Linked DNA regions of Rattus norvegicus: region 2 is linked to region 1. A link is a contact called in public HiChIP or PLAC-seq data. All regions are on one chromosome and are shown on one strand. The core of a region is the stretch at or near the end of the contact, and the rest is flanking DNA. Distances in the headings are between cores, read along the strand shown.

Region 1 (3,208 bases), core at 230-2,729:
GGTGCTGAAGGGAAGCCTGTTCTGGGCGTAGGTTAAGTCTAAAGGACTTTTACATTTGGCTCAGCCTATGCAGAACAAGCAGAATTGTCTGCACTGAGTGCAGGTGGTCAGAACTAGCATTTCTTTACTCTGCCTGGTACTTGTTATTAATTCATTGGGGTTCCAGTCTGGCATCAGACAGGGCCCCTGGCTTTCCTGGATTCTGGCGAGTCTAGCAGGAGTCAGTTTATGGAGCAGTGTGAACTTGTCCCAGAGGGCCTGGAGAGTTGTGCAGCACGGTTTTCAGTTGTTCCCTTGCTGGCATTTGTGACCTGTGCCTCAGTAAGGACACTTTGCTCCTGCTGCCTCGAAAGATCATGTGAAAGGAGTGACTGCTAAGAAGTTACATTTTTCCAAAGAGCGCGTCTTAGCTCTCCTGTGGTCCCCAGTTCACTTTGTATCAACGGGGCCTTACTTTCTGCCATGAAGCCCTCGGCTGTTTCTTCCAAGTTCCTCCTGCACTTTTCTCCTGCTGATTGCTTTTCTGCTTATGGGAGGAGGGAAGGCTGGGTGCCTTCTTCATCATTCTACAGATACATCAATGGATCCGCAACCATCTGTGGAGAACATAAGCCCTAGCAGCCTTTGGGTGCCCCTGCCGGTACTTCACCTCACCTCCTGGATGTGGCCAAGACACTGGCCAGCAAGATGTCAACATGGCAAGAAGTGATAACTAACGCCATTACCTGTGCTTTACCCTTGGTTCTGCCACCCCACCTTTCCAGTCTCCTGTCTGCCCAGACACCTACCTACAGCAGAAATTTGGACCCAGTGGCACCAAGATGCCTGTCTGTGGGTTGCAAACGCATTCTTTCTAGTTTATGTACCTGGACCTAGGGAGGTCTCACCTGTGTGGATAGTCTTCGTTTTCAGAGTCTTGTCAGGACAGTGCCGGAAGAATCTGAATGCACAAGATGGCCTGGATGTGGGTCCTGGACAGGGTGTAGGGATACTTGTGTGTCTACCTTCAAGGATGCCACTTCTGGTCCCAGTCAGAAAACTCCATGGAAGGGAATAGAATTTCTTCACCTAGTGGCAGGTTTGAGTGGGATACAACCCTTGGCTTCCGGCCAAGCAGCCACACCTGCTCCAGTGGGCGGGGTCCCGAGTCCGCCAAAGGTAGGCGGACCTGGTGTAGGAAGCCCTAGAGCACAGAGCCAGAGTGCAGCTGGGGCCTGCTAGGCTCCAGAGGGAATCCGCGCCCAACACGGTAGCCCGGTGCCTACCAACCACGCAGCGGCGCCAGAGCTCGCAGTCAGGCGGGCTCCTCTGTTTGCCAAGATGTCACGTGGTACAGGCCCGCGGAGCCCGGTGATAGGCGGCGAGCGAAACTCTCGTCCCGCCCACCTCGGTCACGTGGTACGGCCGGCGCAGCTTGATAACGCAGCTCCCAGCCCCTCGGCGCCGCTCCCGCCCCGCCCCGCCGCTGCCGCCGCGCCGAGTCCTTTTGTCCAAGATGGCGGCGCCGGGGGCGCTGCCTCCTGGGCTGCCGCCGCTGCCGCTCTGAGGGACCCGCGGGCCGCCCGCCCGCCAAGCCGGCGCAATGAAGCGGCAGAACGAGCGAGACTCCAGCCCGAGCGGGCGTGGCTCGTCATCGTCCGCCAAGCGGCCGCGGGAGCGCGAACGGGAGGCAGAGGCGGGCGGGCGGCGAGCAGCGCACAAGGCCTCCGGCGGCACCAAGCACCCGGTTCCAGCGCGGGCTCGTGACAAGCCCCGCGGCAGTGGCGGAGGCGGCGGACATCGCGACGGGCGCGCTGCTGGGGATGCGAATCACCGAGCAAGCAGCGGGCGCTCCTCAGGCGCGCCCGGAGGCGGAGGACGCACCGGCAAGGCCTCCGGGGACCCGGGTGCTGGGGGCGCGTCGCCCCGCGCATCTCCACTCCCGCCGCCCCCGCCGCCCCCCGGGGCGGAACCTGCGGGTCCCGGTACCACGGCGGCTCCGGAGTACAAGACGCTCCTCATCAGCAGCCTGAGCCCCGCGCTGCCGGCCGAGCACTTGGAGGACCGGCTCTTCCACCAGTTCAAGCGGTTCGGTGAGATCAGCCTGCGCCTGTCACACACACCGGAGCTGGGCCGCGTGGCCTATGTGAACTTCCGGCACCCACAGGACGCGCGTGAGGCCCGCCAGCACGCCTTGGCCCGTCAGCTGCTGCTCTACGACCGCCCGCTCAAGGTAGAGCCCGTGTACCTGCGCGGCGGCGGGAGCAGTCGGCGCAGTAGCAGCAGCAGCGCCGCTGCCTCCACGCCGCCCCCAGGGCCTCCCACGCCCGCGGACCCTCTGGGCTATCTGCCCCTGCACGGGGGCTACCAGTACAAGCAGCGCTCTCTGTCTCCGGTAGCCGCCCCGCCCCTGCGGGAGCCCCGTGCGCGGCACGCCGCGGCAGCCTTCGCCCTGGATGCTGCTGCCGCGGCTGCCGTGGGACTGTCTCGGGAGCGAGCCCTGGACTATTACGGGCTGTACGACGACCGCGGGCGCCCGTACAGCTACCAGGCCGTGTGCGAGGAGGACCTGATGCCGGAGGATGATCAGAGAGCCACTCGAAATCTCTTCATCGGGAACCTGGACCACAGTGTATCTGAAGTGGAGCTTCGACGGGCCTTCGAGAAGTATGGCATCATTGAGGAGGTGGTCATCAAGAGGCCTGCCCGCGGCCAAGGTGGTGCCTATGCCTTCCTTAAGTTTCAGAACCTGGACATGGCACACAGGGCCAAGGTGGCTATGTCTGGCCGGGTGATTGGCAGAAACCCTATAAAGATAGGCTACGGCAAGGCTAACCCTACCACCCGCCTCTGGGTGGGTGGTCTTGGACCTAACACCTCGCTGGCGGCCCTGGCCAGAGAATTCGATCGCTTTGGGAGCATTCGGACCATCGATCACGTCAAAGGAGACAGCTTTGCCTACATCCAGTACGAGAGCCTGGATGCAGCCCAAGCTGCCTGTGCTAAAATGAGGGGCTTTCCCTTGGGTGGTCCAGATCGCAGGCTCCGGGTGGATTTTGCCAAAGCAGAGGAGACTCGATATCCCCAGCAGTACCAGCCCTCACCTCTCCCTGTGCATTATGAGCTGCTCACTGATGGATATACCCGGCATCGAAACTTGGATGCTGACCTTAGGGTGCGGGACAGGACCCCTCCGCACCTTCTGTATTCAGATCGAGACCGGACCTTT
Region 2 (3,422 bases), core at 140-2,639, 660 kb before region 1:
AGTACCTTCTCCGCTCCGCATCTTGAGGGTCTGTGCCTGGGAGGCTGATAGTGATGGACGATGGTGCTCCGACATCGTAGCGCTTCACTGTCTTCTGACAAATCTTCACCTTCACCAGGAGGCCATGCACCAAGTTCGCTAGCAGTCCCACTACCGGTTGCAGGATCTCAGGGAAGAAGGTGGCAAAAGCAAAATGATCAGCCATGTCCCCTCGGCCTCGGCTGTGCCGCTGATAGAAGCGAAGATACACCCAACTTGATAGCAGCCCAAAGCCGTAGGAAGCCAATGCCGGGCTCTGGAGCAGTGTGGCCAACCGGAGGAGTAGCAGCAACGCCAGCAATAGCATGGGAACTACGCTGACGCGGACCTGGGGCACTCGCAGAACCACACAGTCTCCCATAGTTTGCTTGAGCGCTACCAGGACACCACCTAAGAAGCCCAGGGCGCCGTGGATACGAATAGTGAACAGGTAGACCAAGTTGAAGGAAGCCATGTAGGTGAGGAGGTAGGCGAAGGCCCCCAGAAGCCCCACTGACACATTCACCACCGAGAAGAAGATGAGCAGCTCCAAGGCTCCCCAGAGGGGCTCCAGTAATCGTCCGGCCACAACTACTGTGGCCAGACTAATGGCCACGTCCCACACGTGCTGTTCCATGAGCCCATGGGTGGCCAGGGTCCAGATCCAGAAGTTGGGTGGAAAAAGGTAGCCTGGGGTGACGGCCAGGCAGCCCGTGTCCACAGCGAAGGAAAGCAGATAGAGAAATAGTACCACAGCGCACAGTGCCTTCACTACCACGCTGGCGCTGGCCAGGATGGCCCCCAGATGCTGGCGGGCACCGGGCAGGGCGCGTTGCATCTTCCTGGCGGGCGTTGGCTTGAGGGAAGGTGAGGAAGGTGGCCTAGGGGCCTCCCCGGGGCCTCGTCCCAGTTCGGCCCCGACGGGAGGCCCGGGCCCGGCTACTTCACTGGCTTCTGTTCCGTGTGACGGCTCTGGTTCCGGTCTGATCCGGCTGTAGTTCCAAAGCGAGGAGAAAGCCTTCTTGCCGGGGACCTGACGTTAGGCCCTGGGTGGCTTGGGCACGCCTGTCTGCCGGTTCCGTCGGCCCAGCGGCCAGGCTAGCGTTGATCTCAAGGCTGGGCTTCCTCCATCCACTCTGAGACTCTGCGATCTGCCGGGACTGATGCCTTGTTCCAGTTCAAGTCAAGCCCGTTTAGCTCCGGCTGGGCTAAGGTTTTGACTTGACGGTACCTCCTCCCCTCTCCGGGGCGGACAAACAGGGGCGCCGCGCCTGCGCGCCCCCGCCGGCGGCCGCGACTGTACGCCCTCTGAGCTCTTGCCTTCCGGCTCCTCGGCATGCTGGGATACGGAGTCCTTGAGACCTAGCCGACCGGTTTTGGCATAGAACCACAAGTCCCAGAAGCCGTGCACGGAACAGGTCTCGTAGAATGTAGAGGCTAGGGCACTTGGGAGTTGTAGTTTTCAGTGCTTATTCCTCTAGTTCTTAGAAGTTAGGGAAGTGGAGACCAGTATTCCTGATCTCGGAAAGCAAGGCATTGAGTGGCCGGGTTCAAGAGGCAGCGCCGCCTTGGGCCGCACACTTGCTGCACTCTTTGGAGGAGGAGATTGGCTCTATTTGTGACTTGTACAGGTACAGCAATGTTTTTGTAAGCGGGTACAAAAGAATGTGAACGGTTCTGATGTGTTGTATCAATGCGCGTGAACTAGCCAGAAATCCTGTCGTCTGGCAAATGGAGCCCAAGGCAGGCCAGAACCCTTGTTCCATCATTTGTAGTTAATGTGATATTGATCAAGTTCCCGAACATTTTTGAAGTGCAATTTCACGAACCTTAAAAATGATGGGGACTGGAGAGATGGCTCAGTGGTTAAGAGCACTGACTGCTCTTCCAGAGGTCCTGAGTTCAAATCCCGCAACCACATGGTGGTTCATAACCATCTGTAATGAGATCTGATGCCCTCTTCTGGTGTGCACTTATATATAATAAATAAATGAATCTTTAAAAATGATGGCGATGGCAGGCTCTTACTATAGTTTTAAGGATCAAAGAAGGCAGCTATCTATGTAAACGACTTGCCATGTTGTGTTGGGTGTTCACATTGCCCTGATTCCAGCCAACTGTACTTGCTACATGAACTTAGGTTTTCCATCTCAGGGGGAATAAGGGGCAAGGCTGTGCTGCTTCAGTGACTCTTCTCCCACTTGATTCCACTTGCCAGAGAAATCTCCCTTGAGCTGGAGAGATGGTTTAGCGGTTAAGAGCACTGACGGCTCTTCTAGAGGATCCGGGTTCGATTCCCAGCAACCACAGGGCAGCTCATAGTTGTAACTCCAGGTCTAGGGTTTCTGACACCCTTACACACATGCAGGCAAAACACCAATGAACATTAAAGAAAAAAGATTATTTATAAGTCTCTCTGTAAGTGCCAGGTTGGCCTAGGCTCAATTTTACGCTTACAGTGGTTATCAGCAGGGTGTTTGAGATTTATTTAAAAGCTATTTTGTTTACGTGTATGTGTGTCTCTGTATGTATATGGCATTAAGTGTGCAGGCCACAGAGGAAACACAGGATGTTGAATGTTGGGAGCTGGACTTCTGAGCCACCAGATGTGGGTGCTGGGGGTACAGGTTCTCTGTAAGAGCAGCAAGCACTATTAACCATAGAGCCATCTCTCCAACCCTGAGATTTTTGTTGTTGTATCTAGATTTTTAAATGTGCATATTTTAAAAATGTGATTAATTATACGACAAGGGACTTTATTATAAAATCCCTTTAAGCTATTGCTCAGTACACCTGCCTATGTGTTCAAAACTACCTTTCACCTTTTATTTTTGTCTGGGGTTAGGGTTCCTACTGTATATCATATACTTGCAGGTTTGCAAGTTTGACTTAGCAAATCAAAATATAGAGTCACTGGGCAGTGGTGGTTCAAGCCTCTAAGGTTGATCTCTGTGAGTTGGAGGCCAGCCTGGTCTGCAGAGTTCGTTCTAGGACAGTAAAGACTACACAACAAAACCCCTATCTTAGAAAACAAACCAAAAGCAAAACTGGAAACAAAATAGAGTCAAATACTCAGTCAGATTTGATTTTTGAATAAGCAATTTTCAGGATAGGGACAACCCATGCAACATTACACACACACACACACACACACACACACACACACACACACACACTCGTGCACACACAAAACAAAACAAAACAAAACAAAAACCCAACTCAGTTGTCCCTAAAGAGGCAAGAATAAATTTATTGAGATTACAGTGACAGCACAGATTCTAACGATAGACTGTCACTCCTGATAGTGGGCCACAGGGGTGATAGTAACCATGGACCAAAAATCCTATTGTTAAAAATTTATCAGAGTCTGGGGCTGGAGAGATGGCTCAGCGGTTAAGAGCCCT

Evidence for each region. HiChIP or PLAC-seq counts read pairs in DNA pulled down with a chosen protein or histone mark.
Region 2: an H3K27ac HiChIP or PLAC-seq map of oligodendrocytes shows a contact between it and region 1, with 14 times the contacts expected there. The contact joins the promoter of Tmem115 here to the promoter of Rbm15b in region 1. A contact is called at or near these places in 1 of 12 Hi-C or Micro-C datasets (mammary epithelial cells) and 1 of 1 datasets of contacts at active chromatin or transcription factors (oligodendrocytes).

Annotation. Positions count from the first base shown.
Region 1 is chr8:116,423,645-116,426,852 of GRCr8, reverse strand. Rbm15b (RNA binding motif protein 15B) reads left to right here and starts at 1,479. Exons shown (of 1, transcript NM_001399320.1): 1 at 1,479-3,208. The coding sequence starts at 1,583.
Region 2 is chr8:117,084,073-117,087,494 of GRCr8, reverse strand. It overlaps Tmem115 (transmembrane protein 115), which reads right to left and starts at 1,389. Exons shown (of 2, transcript NM_001108779.2): 1 at 6-1,389. The coding sequence starts at 856. LOC120094259 (a long non-coding RNA gene) reads left to right here and starts at 1,488. Exons shown (of 2, transcript XR_005488458.2): 1 at 1,488-1,649.